2 separate regions of the Sus scrofa genome follow, and region 1 is linked to region 2. Evidence: chromatin contacts called from public Hi-C data. All regions are on one chromosome and are shown on one strand. The core of a region is the stretch at or near the end of the contact, and the rest is flanking DNA. Distances in the headings are between cores, read along the strand shown.

Region 1 (6,409 bases), core at 2,481-4,980, 63 kb before region 2:
TAAATTCTTTAGAGAAATGTTTACTCAAATTCTTTGTCCATTTTTAAATTGTAAATCTTATCTTTTAAAATTGTTGAATTATAGAGGTTCTTTATGGACCTTAGAGTGATAATGCCCTATTGAAGGACAACAAATTTTAATTAGGTAAAATTCAATTTCTCTATTTCTTCTTTTGTCTATTGGATTTTTGGTGTCATATCTGAGACATCATTGCCTAATTTAGGTCATAAAGATTTATTCCTTTTTTTTTTTTCTAAGAGTTGAATAGTTTTAGCTCTTATCTTTAGGCCTGTGGTCACTTTGAGTTAATTTTTGTTTATGGTGGAAGTAGGGTTGAACTTTATTTTTTTGCATGCAGGTATATACAGGAACTATTGATTTTCAAAAAGTTCATCTTCACAGTTCTCTCCATTCTTTTCTTATGAGACTTTTGAAAGAGATTGGATTAGAGACCAACCTGTTTATGGTTACTTGGCTGCTGCTACATATGTTTTACTTAAAAGATATTTTTCATAGTGTTTACTCTTCTGTCATGTCTTAATTATAAACTTTTCTTGTGCTTCTGTCTGCTAAGTTTTTAAAATCATTGAATAAAGATTATATTTCAAATATGCTAATCTTTTTTATTAAAAGCAACTCATTTCATTAATTTATTATTTTTGATAATAAATATAGGCACATTGTACAAAATTCAAAACATGTAAAACACAATGAAGAAGTTTGAAGAAGTTACTGCTTTCTTTTTCTTTTTTTTTTTTTTTGCTTTTTAGGGCCACCGTATGGTATATGGAATTTCCCCAGGCTAGGGTCGAATTAGAGCTACAGCTGCTGACCTATACCACAGCCACAGCAATGCTAGATCTGAGCTGCATCTGCGTCCTACACCACAGCTCATGACAATGCTGGATCCTTAACCCACTGAGCGAGGCCAGGGATAGAACCCGCAACCTCATAAGTACTAGTCGGATTCATTTCCACTGAGCCACAACAGGAACTCCCAATTGGCTTTTAAAAAATGCTTAGCTGTTCTTGTTATATTTTTGTCGGTTTTTGTTTCATAATTTTGTATCTGTGCACATTACTTGCACATTACTTATAGAGCTAGAAGAGCAGGGGGAATGATAAGAGAGAAGCATTAACAGTGAAATGACAGTGGGAAGGAAGAAGGGAGAATTTGGGAACAGTGAAGAGTTCAGTTTGATTGGAGCACAGCCTGTGCAACGAAGTCTAGTGGGAGGCAAGGCTGGAAAGGTGGGTTGGGGTCAGTCTACGGACTTTGGAATAAGAGGTGAGAAAAGGTTAGTTGAAGATTTTGAACATTATTCTCTTTGAAGGTAGTCTTTGAAGATCCCCCCCCCCCAACACACAAACACTGTGCTTTAGGATAGTTAATATGTTTCAAATAGGCCAAAGGGAGTCTAGACCTCATCAAAAGCCTTCTGTCTCAGGGGGGTACTCTCTCTCTTGCTCTTTCTTTATCTCCTTTTATAAAAAAATGAAAAGTCATTTATTGACTTTAATTGTTATGAAAGTAATGATCTACATAGTTGGGTTTTTTTTAACCTCTTTTAACAAGTTATATGCCGACTCTAAGCCAGATGTTTCAGCTATTTCCTGCAAAGATCAATTTTGGAGTCAGTATGTATTTAAAATACTGTTTTGCTGCCTGCTCCTTAGAGTTCCTGCTTCTGGCCTGGGTGTGGAAAGGGGCCACCCCCCAAAAGGCACTGGCTCCCCACCACACCCCATCCTGCCGCGTTCTCCCAGCAGGGGGCAGCAGCGGCACACTCCAGGTTGTCAGGGGAGGTGGGGTGTTTTGGGGTGCCTTGTGGGGAGGAGAGCACAGAAGGAAACCCATAGAGTGGAAAAAGTTAACTAGCTCTTCCTCCCACCTCAGAGCCAAACCCACACCTTGCGGTGGGTTGAGCCACAAACACCATGTTTTCTATAAAACTGACAAGGGTCTTTTTCTTTTGGAGGGAAGAAAACTCTAATCTAGGTCCTCTCAATACTTCTGAGGACCTGGATTTTTGTTTTTCCCTTTCTCCTAATTACTTATCCTCTACTTTTGCCCATGAAAGTTCTAGTTCCTCCAGCTTTCCTTTTCCATTCTTTCATTTCTTCTATTTTCCCACCACCCCGATTTTGTGTCCATCCAAGTAAGCACCTCCTTGACACACAGGGTCACCCTGGGAAGAAGAGATGCAGCGTGAGGGAGGAGCAAGCTGGCTGGCTTCCCTAGCTCCTTGTCTCTCTCCCCAGAGGCATCATTTTTAGATTCAATTAGAGACTCTAATCACCCCTTATCAGAGGCCTCTGGCAGTCTCTTACACAACCTCCTGTGCCCACTCACTTGCTGAATCCTCTGCCTGGACAGGATGAGATCATGGGCACTCCACCCCCGCAATCTGGCCTATAACTTGGTCTACACCTGCATGCTGTGTGGGGAAGGAATTCCTGGGAGCAGAACACGTGGGGTGGGGGGTCAAGCACAGTGATGGGAGATCCCCAAAGAATGTGAACCTGGTACCTTCTCCCTGCTTTTCCCCACACCCACTGTCACAATGCCTTTATGCAACTTGGCCACTGTGGCATATTACAGTACAGGCGGTGTGGAGTAGTAGAAAGGACTTGGGGCCAGGACATAAGCCATAAGCTTGATTTTACTGCTGTGTGGTTTGGGGCAAGTCACTTACCTTCAAGCCTCAGTTTTCTCATCTGCAAATGGATATTGAAAATGCCCCCTATGACTACCTTACAGAGTTGAGATACTCGTCAGGTGACAATATGAAAAGTTTTTATAAACTGCAGAATGCTTTCCGAACATCATCTGTCATGACTATTTCTTTTTCAAGAGTACTTTGGTTTCTGTTTCATGGGCACATGGGCATCAGATACTGGGACTAATTGGATTCTTGAGAGTTCCAGTGTTATTGAGAGACAAGTCGGGACAGAACAGAGTGGGTTTAGTGGGACTATTTCTAGGGACTTGGCTCCCAGTCCTCTGTGAGAGGAGGGGTGTCTTTCTTTCCTTCGGGCTAAGGGAGACAAATTGGGAGACCTACCCCCAGAATTCTGGGTTTGGCCAAGACCACCAAAGGGTGATTGGTCCAAGACCATTACCCTGCCCTTCACCTAAGACTGCATCTAAACTACCCCAGGTAGATAAGAAAGAATATAGCATATAGTCTGTTAAGTGTTTCCACAGATTCCATATCTTCTCCTGGCAATTCAGAATAAAATATGTATTATTGTGAGTTCTTTATATTTAATTTTTCACCTTTTTCTGCAGTTGAAGGTTTTGAATGCTGTGAAGGCATCTTTGTATCCCATCTAAGCCCAGCACAGAGTGGTCCTGGGGGCCAGTGTTTTGGGCTAAATGTGTTGTTTTGTCCTCATGTGAGCTAGGAAATACACTAGTCATTGTTCTTTGCCAGTTTTACACATAGCGTTTGCAAAGTTCAAGACAAACATTGTAGTAATCTGCCCTGCAGCTTCTCTCCTATCCTCCCTCCTTTGGGGACTGGTTGGGATGGGGAAGGAACTGTTAAAACTGAGCTCCCTGTTTCTGCTCAAGAAAGCCCCCATGGTAGCTTGGCTGGGGCTCCCCTCCCTTTCTTATCAAATGAAATCTGCCACTGAAGGAAATTGACTTCTCCAGATTGCAAGAGACAGGAAGCAGTGCTGAGAAGCAATGTCCTAGGAGGGAAGCCAGAGAATTAGCTCAAGGCCCAGCCCAGTCTATGCCTGGCCCTGGCCTCCTTCCCTGCAGCTCTGTCCTGTTCTCACCACTTCCACCCCACTGCTCCTTTTCCTGGCTCCTGGCATGTGAGCTGAAAGGGACGATAGAAATCATCCAGGCTGCCTCTCCCAAGTCTTCCAGCTTGTGCTCGAGGCTTCCAGAGATGGGACTCTTGCTGATTCCTCAAGGAATCAGCTCCATTGTCCAGTTGAAATCTGCCTCCTCCAGCCATCCCCTTTGGCCCACCCAGGCCTCCCTTCTCCTCAATCTCCAGGCTGACACCCCCTTTAACAGGAGAGGTCCTGATAAAGGCATGAGCTTCTCAGAAACTTACAAACCCAAAAACCACCTGGACCAGGACCTAAGCTGGAAGGAAATGCTGAGAACAATGCCGTTGGTGGCCCCTTTCCTTGCCAAGGAGATGTGTGTGGTTTACCCTGATGTTTACTGTGACCTTGACATACTGCCTCTGCCCCCTCCTCTGTGCCCAGTGTCTTCTGGGAAGTGTTTCTCCTCCCTTTGGCTCACTTTGTTAATTTTTGCAAAAATATCTAAAAGTATATTTAAAGACATCATGACATTCTTCCCCTAAGAACATCAGTATACACCTTTTAAACATAAAAATACTCATCAATGAATTTGGTAACTTTGCAGGATACAAAATTAATACACAGAAATCGACTGTATTTCTTTTTTCTTTTTTCTTTTTTTTTTGTCTTTTTGCTATTTCTTGGGCCGCTCCAGCGGCATATGGAGGTTCCCAGGCTAGGGGTCGAATTGGAGCTGTAGCCATTGGCCTATGCCAGAGCCACAGCAACGCGGGATCTGAGCCTCGTCTGCAACGTACACCACAGCTCACGGCAATGCCGGATCGTTAACCCACTGAGCAAGGGCAGGGACCGAACCCGCAACCTCATGGTTCCTAGTCGGATTCATTAACCACTGCGCCACAACGGGAACTCCCTCGACTGTATTTCTATATGCTAACAACAAAGGATCAGAAAGAGAAATTAAGGAAACAATCTCATTTACCATCTCATCAAAAAGAATAAAATACCTAGGAATAAACCTACCTAAAGAAACAAAAGACCTATACTCTGAAAACTAATAAGATGCTGATGAACGAAATCAAAGATGACACAAACAGATGGAAAGACATGCCATGCTCTTGGATTAGAAGAATCAGTATTGTCAAAATGACTATACTACCCAAGGCAATCTACAAATTCAATGCAATCCCCATCAAATTACCAAGGATGTTTTTTACAGAACTAGAACAAAATATTTTAAAGTTTTTTTTGGAGATACAAAGGACTCAGAATAGCCAAAGCCATCTTGAGAAAGAAAAATGGAGCTGGAGGAATCAGGCTCCCTGACTTCAGACTATACTACAAAGCTACAGTCATCAAAATCACATGGTACTGGCACAAAGACAGAAATATAGATCAGTGGAACAGGATAGAAAGCCCAGAATTAAACCCACAGACCTAGAGTCAACTAATATAAGACAAAAGAGGCAAGAATATATGATGGAGAAAAAACAGTCCCTTCAATAATTGCTGCTGGGAAAACTGGACAGCCACATGTAAAAGAATGAAATTAGAACACTCCCTAACACCATACACAAAAATAAACTCAAAATGGATTAAAGACCTAAATATAAGACTGGATACTATAAAACCCTTAAAGGAAAACATAGGCCAAACACTCTCTGACATAAACCACAGCAATATCTTCTCAGATCTACTTCCTAGAGTAATGACAATAAAAACAAAAATAAACAAATAGGACCTAATTAAACTTAAAAGTTTCTGCACAGCAAAGGAAGCCCTAAACAAAACGAAGACAACCCACAGACTGGGAGAAAATCTTTGCAATTGAATCGACTGACAAGGGATTAATCTCCAAAATGCGTAAATACCTCCTGCAGCTCAAACCAAAAAAACAAACAATCCCATCAAAAAAATGGGCAGAGGATCTAAACAGACAATTCTCCAAAGAAGACATACAGATGGCCAAAACACACATGAAAAGATGTTCATCATCACTCATTATTAGAGAAATGCACATCAAAACTACTATGAGGTACCACTTTACAACCTTACACCAGCCAGAATGGCCATCATCAAAAGGTCTACAAACGATAAATGCTGAAGAGAGTTTGGAGAAAAGGGAACCCTCTTACACTGTTGGAGTGTAAATTGGTGCAACCACTGTGGAAAACAGTATGGAGATTCCTCAGAAAACTAAAACAGAATTACCATTTGATCCAGCAGTCCTACTTCTGGGCACCTATCCAGAAAAGCCATGACTTGAAAAGATACATGTACTCCAGTGTTCATTGCAGCACTCTATACAATAGCCAAGACATGGAAGCAACCTAAATGTCCATTAACAGAGGAGTGGATCAAGAAGATGGGATATTACTCAGCCATAGAAAGGAAAGGAATACTGGCATTTTTAGCAACATGGATGGACCTAGAAATGATTGTGCTAGGTGAAGTCAGTCAGATGGCGAGACACCAACATAAAATGCCACTTATATGTGGAATCTAAAAAAAGGATACAGTGAACTTCTTTGCAGAACACATACTGACTCACAGACTTTGAAAAACTTATGGTTTCCAAAGGAGACAGGTTGGGGGGTGGGGGATTGGGCTGGGGGTT
Region 2 (6,120 bases), core at 3,439-5,938:
CCCCCACTTACTGCCCTTCAAATCCTTCTATTTGTGAGGCTCTACCCCCAAAGTTTTGCAGTGTTGGAAAGAATCATTTAAATATCAGCTTCTGCCTTGTTTTGCTGCTATGAGCTCTTAGCCCTCTATGAGATGCTTGATGAGATTGAGCCGAAATAAAATCCTGGCCCCTGGGGTGAAGCACACAGGTGGTGCCAACAGGTTACCATATATTTACATATTTTCTATTTATAGCACCATAGTCAACATAAATACTGATATTTATTTATTTTTATCATCACACAACTTACCCCTTAAAAGAGCCTCCCCTCGCCTTGCTTTTCAGTGGTCACCTTTTTTCTTCTGTTCTTCAAAAGACCAACTTTATCCCTTTTGAAATTTGGTTTGGCCACATACCTTCCCCATGTCCTCCTCTTAGATAATATTTTTTTGGAGATCTGTGAGAAAGGCTGTTTTCAGACTGAGATTCTGCAGGACACTTACACTTTTCAAGCCAACCCTGAATTTCTTGAGCTAGACTTCTTCAACAACATTATCTCCCTCTGTTGCCCCTATTTCACATCCTACTACATCCTTCCTTTGACAGAAAGATAACAACAAAAATTCCACTTTGATCATAACCGTCATTGAGCAAAGGAAACCCCCTCCAGTTTTTGAATTTTCAAAAAAGATATGTGTTCCCCTTGAAAGGAAAGTCGGCTTTGCATCCTCAACACCACTTCCTACGGTTAGGAAAACAAGCAAGTATTGATGCCTGGTAGGTGGAGACAAAGGCAGAGGCAGGGACATCTTTGTTGCTTGCATCACGCTACATTCTTTTTTAATTTATTTTTTTGCCACATCCAGCTGCATTTCTAAAGATGATGTTTTCTTACTTCTCTCTTCTTTACCAAAAGTTCCAATGGTATTTAGATTATCTTCTTGGCGTTCCTGTTGTGGCTCAGTGGTTAACGAATCCAACTAGGAACCATGAGGTTGCGGGTTCCATCCCTGGCCTTGCTCAGTGGGTTAAGGATCTGGCGTTGCCATGAGCTGTGGTGTAAGTTGCAGACACGGCTCGGATCCCATGTTGCTGTGGCTCTGGCGTAGGCCTGTGGCTACAGCTCCGATTCGACCCCTAGCCTGGGAACCTCCATACGCCATGGGAGCTGCCCTAGAAAGGCAAAAAGACCAAAAAAAAAAAAAAAAAAAAAAAAAAAGAATCAGTCTACTTAATGGATCTAGAGAAACTAATTGCCCAAGATAAGGCAAGAGACATAGGTCTTTACCTAAGTATCAGTTTTCACATGAACTTTAAAACCATTTGGATATGTGTATGAGCATAGATGAATGAAGAAATGACACATACAAAAGAGGGTTCAAAAGTGGGGAAAGAATGAGATATTACCTGAGTTCCCGCATGGCTCAGTGGTAACGAACCCGAGTAGTATCCATGAAGATTCGGGTTGGATCCTTGGCCTTTCTCAGTGGGTTAAAGAATCCTGTGTTGCTGTGAGTTGTAGTGTAAGTCAAAGACTAAGCTCGGATCTGACACTGCTGTGGCTGTGGCCAGCGACTATGGCTACAGCTCTGATTTGACCCCTAAACCTGGGAACTTCCATGTGCCAAGGGTGCAACCCTCAAAAAAAGAAAAAAGAAAAAAAAAAAAGAATGAGATATTCCCATTTTGTAAATGTTAAAGGAATAAAAAAAATCTTAGCAGAACAGTAGAAATTTGAAATGTAGAAAAGTATGAAATAGTTCATTGCAAATGTTATCAATAGGGCAAATTAATTTCAGGAAAAAAGATTTAAAAGGGGAAGAAAGTCAAATACATGAATTTGTAAAGACAGTTGCATTTTGAGATGAAAGAACTGTTTGCATAAGGAATGTGTCTACAAACAAGAAATTTCTGAAGTCAGTCCCTGGAATGTGATCCTGTGTTGTGAAGAGAATGAAAGTACCATCTTTCCAAAAATGTGCTTTGTTTATTTTTGGCTACTGGTAATTTTACTGAGGCTTTCAAGGTGGGGAGAGCTTCCTACAACTACTGAGCTCTCTCTGGGTTTTTTGGGTCCCCACTTCACACCCTCATTTCCCCCAGGAGGCAGAGCATCTCTCTTTGTTCTACCTTTTTAGTTTACTCAGACCAATGGTGAACTCTTTTAACAACTGGATTTTTTTTTTTTTTCTTTTTGACAGCTGTTAACTTGAGTATGCTCCCCTATTTGGCACTTAAGATCTTGAGAATAGGTACAATTTGTTTCCCAGGCTTCAAAGAAAGAATATGGCTGATACTTAATTATGTGAGAAGCTCATCCTCTGGTGGCTGGCATGGAATTCCTGTTGGGTCATCACTAAATGTATCATCTTTTTCCTTCCTGATTCTCTCTCCACTTTGCACCCACTCATCCCCTTCCCCTTTGCCTTTCATTTTTAAGTGCTTTTCTTGGATATATTTTTGTGAATTCATAGCCAAATTTTACTTCTTTGGGGGGGATTATCCTTCCAATGTTGATTTCTTTGCCGCATAAATGTAAATCTCTGTATACCCTTGCAAAATGTTGAACTTACTATTTATTTTCGTATTTTGCTCGTTGTTCTAATCATCGAATAATTTCGAGAGCTGTGATCTGTTGCTTGGTAACCAAGATGGTGACTGCCATGGCTTGTTTGTTAAGATTTAACTGGTGCCTGAACTTTCATGTCCTCGAGGTTTGTTCATTTTCAGAGGACAATTTAAGTTTGAGTTGCTCGCTCAGACTACTAGGTTCCCGTCTTACCAGGTTTCAGTATTAAATTCTAGATTTTGCTTAACCTCTGGTGCTGGATAACAGTGTTTAATCGCCTCCTTTGATATAACTGAGTGGAGCTTCTCGAGGAGGCTGGTGTCAAAGGAGGGAGGGTTGCCGGCTGAATGGTCCCGTTCTTTTGAGTCCTCAATGGCTAACAATTTCTGTCTTTCATGGGACATCTGTTTTTTTCCCAATCCCAAGCTACTCTATGCCACATAGGTTTTTGTTTGTTTGTTTGTTTGTTTGTTTTAGCTTAACATTTGATGATAAGTCTCTCCACTCAGTTTCTAAGCTCTGATAGGTAGTCTTAGGTCAGCTGTAGAATCTACTCTGAGATTGCCCAAGGTAGAAGAGCAGCACTGGGGTAACAAAGAGCCTTAAACTGGGAGGTTAGACTTGACTTCTAACTCAACATGCACCCTTAAGGCACGCATTTCTCTCCTGGACTTCACCTTTCCACTTACAAAAATAAGGAGGTTGAACTAGATAATCTCTTCAGTGACTTACAAATGCAACATTCCGTAATTCTTTTTCTTTCTTTTTTTTTTTTTTTTTTTTTTTTTTTGCCTTTTAGGGCCACACCTGCGGCATTTGGAAGTTCCCAGGCTAGGCCTCGAATCAGAGCTACAGCTTCTGGCCTATGCCATAGCCACAGCAACACCAGATCCGAGCCACGTCTGTGATCTACACCACAGCTCATGGCAACACCAGATCCTTAACCCACTGAGCGAGGCCAGGGATCGAACCTGTGTCCTCATGGATGCATGGATACTAGCCAGGTTCGTTAACCACTGAGCCACGCAGGGAGCTCCCAACATTCCATAATTCTAAGGAGCATTCTGTTTAGCTCTCTGGATAAAGCAGGCAAGTATTTATAAATAAAATATTAATAATTAAAATCATAAAGGATGGAGGGGGTCAGCCTAGTTAAGAAACAGAGCAATTTGGAAGTGACTAGTTTGCTGATGGCCCGAAGATGGTGATGAAGTGGGCTTACCGTAATTCTTTTACCTACTTTTATCTCATTGTGCCTATAACTGTGAGCTTCCGGATTTGTGAGAACACTTACCTGGATTTGTTTGTTTGTTGCCTGCAAAGATTTTAGCCAACTCATATCCATTCCTGGTCCAGTAATCCTCTGAGACTAGTATGTTTCTGATCTACCCTTCTCATTGGGGTCTCAGGATGCACCTAAGGGATATTGGTCAGGAACCTCCCTCTTAATGCCCCTAAAATGGGCTGGAATTCCCCTCTGCCACAAACCAACTGACAGAAACCGAGGAGCACAGGGCAAGAGGAAGGTTAGAAGTTACCGAGCATGACAAGGGGTGCTCTGCTGGAGAACTGCCCACGGATTTCTTGGTATCAGTCAACCAGAGCTTAAAAAAAAAAAACCCGCCTCATCACCCCACCCATACATCCTCAAATCTGACGTCCTCATCAGGGAATCATAGCTCAGCATCTTCTCTATGATTTCAACATCGTAGACCATTCAGGTTTGTTAACTTTTAAGAATATTCATTCATTTGCTTGGGGCTTATTTCAAGCCCAAGTGCACAGAAATACTTTACTTTTGTGCCATGCCCTCCAGTGTTCTGTAATGAGAGGGACCAGGCACAGAGCCCGAAGACATTCATTCATTCGGCAAATATTTATTGAACCCCTGCCTTGTGCCAGGCACTACTTAGCCCTGAGGATACAGAACAAAGCTATTTTTCTTCTCAATGACTGCACTTATAATTACGTTTCTTCACTTCCATCTCCCAGACCCTCCACTGTTCCTGATGCTCCTGAGTATCCAGAGCTGAGTACTGAACCACTCTGGTTAACATGGGCTTGAGGTAACTCCTTGCTGTACTGAAGCACTAACCAAAAGGGTGTGGCACATGTGTAATAGAAGCTATTTTCTTTAGCTTTCTTAATTTATTGTGCTCCTGAGAGAGCAGTTTCTGTTCCTGTGTCAACCATGCACTTGCCACACACAATGCAAATCAACACGATGGCCCTTTCTAGTCTTGATCCCAAAGCTGGATGACACAGAACATCAATCAATCATGGATCCAGTCATCCAAAAGACACTTCAGTCCTGCCTCTGAGCCCTCAGAATCTCTGCTAGTCAACAGCTTGTTTACTTTCAAATCGGTTCTTTACCCTTCCCGGCTTTGCTTTGTCTCTATCCATACTAATATAGAGAAATGATTAAATAAATAAATAAATAAATGGAGTCAAGAGAGAAGGATAGAAGAATTCTTGAAACATGCATATAGATGCTCCCCACTCTAGGAGGTAAAGCTTGGCCTCCTCCCATCCCCCTTGCTTTTGTGTGGGCTGGACTTAGTGACACTTCCAAGAGAGAGAATGTGGAGAAGGGGAAACAGTAGCTTTACAGTGGGGAGACCTGGCCAATATTACTTTAACCAAGTGATCAAATTTAACATCACGAGGGGTGTCATGCAGATATTAAGGACCTCGATATGATGTGATGAGATGGACACATCACCTAGTGATATTCTTTCCAAAACCCCATAATCTCAGTCTAATCATAAGAAGAACATAAGAAAGGAGTTCCCGTCGTGGCTCAGTGGTTAACGAATCCGACTAGGAACCATGAGGTTGCAGGTTCCATCCCTGGCCTTGCTCAGTGGGTTAAGGATCCGGCGTTGCCGTGAGCTGTGGTGTAGGTCGCAAACACAGCTTGGATCCTGCATTGCTTTGGCTGTGGTGTAGGCCGGCAGCTGCAGCTCCGATTCGACCCCTAGCCTGGGAACTCCACATACCCTGGGTGCAGTCTTAAAAAAAAAAAAAAAAAAAAAAAATTCTAGCAAGACTGATCAACAAGAAAAGATACAAATTATCAATATCAAGAATGAAAATAAGACTATTGCTGCAGATCCTACAATATTAAAAAGATTAGATGATATAACTATCTTTGTGCACTAAATTGAGCAAGTTAGATAAAATTAGCAAATTCCTTGAAAAATACAGGTAAAACTGATATAAGAAGAAAGAAAAATCTGAATAAGTCTAAAAATTGAATCTATAATTGAAATCTTCCCACAAAGTAAATTTTAAATCCTGATGGCTTCCCCAGTGTGCTGCTCAAAATACTTAAGTTATTATTCAAATACTTTGAAAGTGTAAGGGAAAAGGAAATATTTTCCAATTTGTTTTATGATGCTAAGATAATCCTGATGTTGGAAAAGAAAAACGGTATTACATTACAAAAAATAAAATTACTAGACAATGTCTTTCATGAACCTGGACACAAATATCCTAAACAAAGTATTGGCAAACCAAAGCCAGCAAAAAATATCACATTTTGGTCAGTAATGCCAGATTTACTGCA

What was found. A called contact is a pair of places that touch in the nucleus more often than the background predicts.
Region 1: a contact with region 2 is called in a Hi-C map of alveolar macrophages, with 4 times the contacts expected there. The contact joins two enhancer-like sites. A contact is called at or near these places in 1 of 5 promoter capture datasets (liver), 25 of 47 Hi-C or Micro-C datasets (adipose tissue, alveolar macrophages, blood and 13 more) and 2 of 2 datasets of contacts at active chromatin or transcription factors (alveolar macrophages and skeletal muscle).

The regions. Positions count from the first base shown.
Region 1 is chr13:133,520,117-133,526,525 of Sscrofa11.1, reverse strand. No RefSeq gene overlaps it. Among named protein-coding and RNA genes, the nearest start is that of NRROS, 27 kb to the right of the region's middle. Within about 2 kb of position 3,730, at least 25 of the 83 cell types and tissues checked have an H3K27ac peak or open chromatin away from gene starts, as enhancers often do. A contact at or near this core is called in alveolar macrophages, where this site is marked.
Region 2 is chr13:133,458,234-133,464,353 of Sscrofa11.1, reverse strand. No RefSeq gene overlaps it. Among named protein-coding and RNA genes, the nearest start is that of NRROS, 35 kb to the left of the region's middle. Within about 2 kb of position 4,688, at least 2 of the 83 cell types and tissues checked have an H3K27ac peak or open chromatin away from gene starts, as enhancers often do. A contact at or near this core is called in alveolar macrophages, where this site is marked.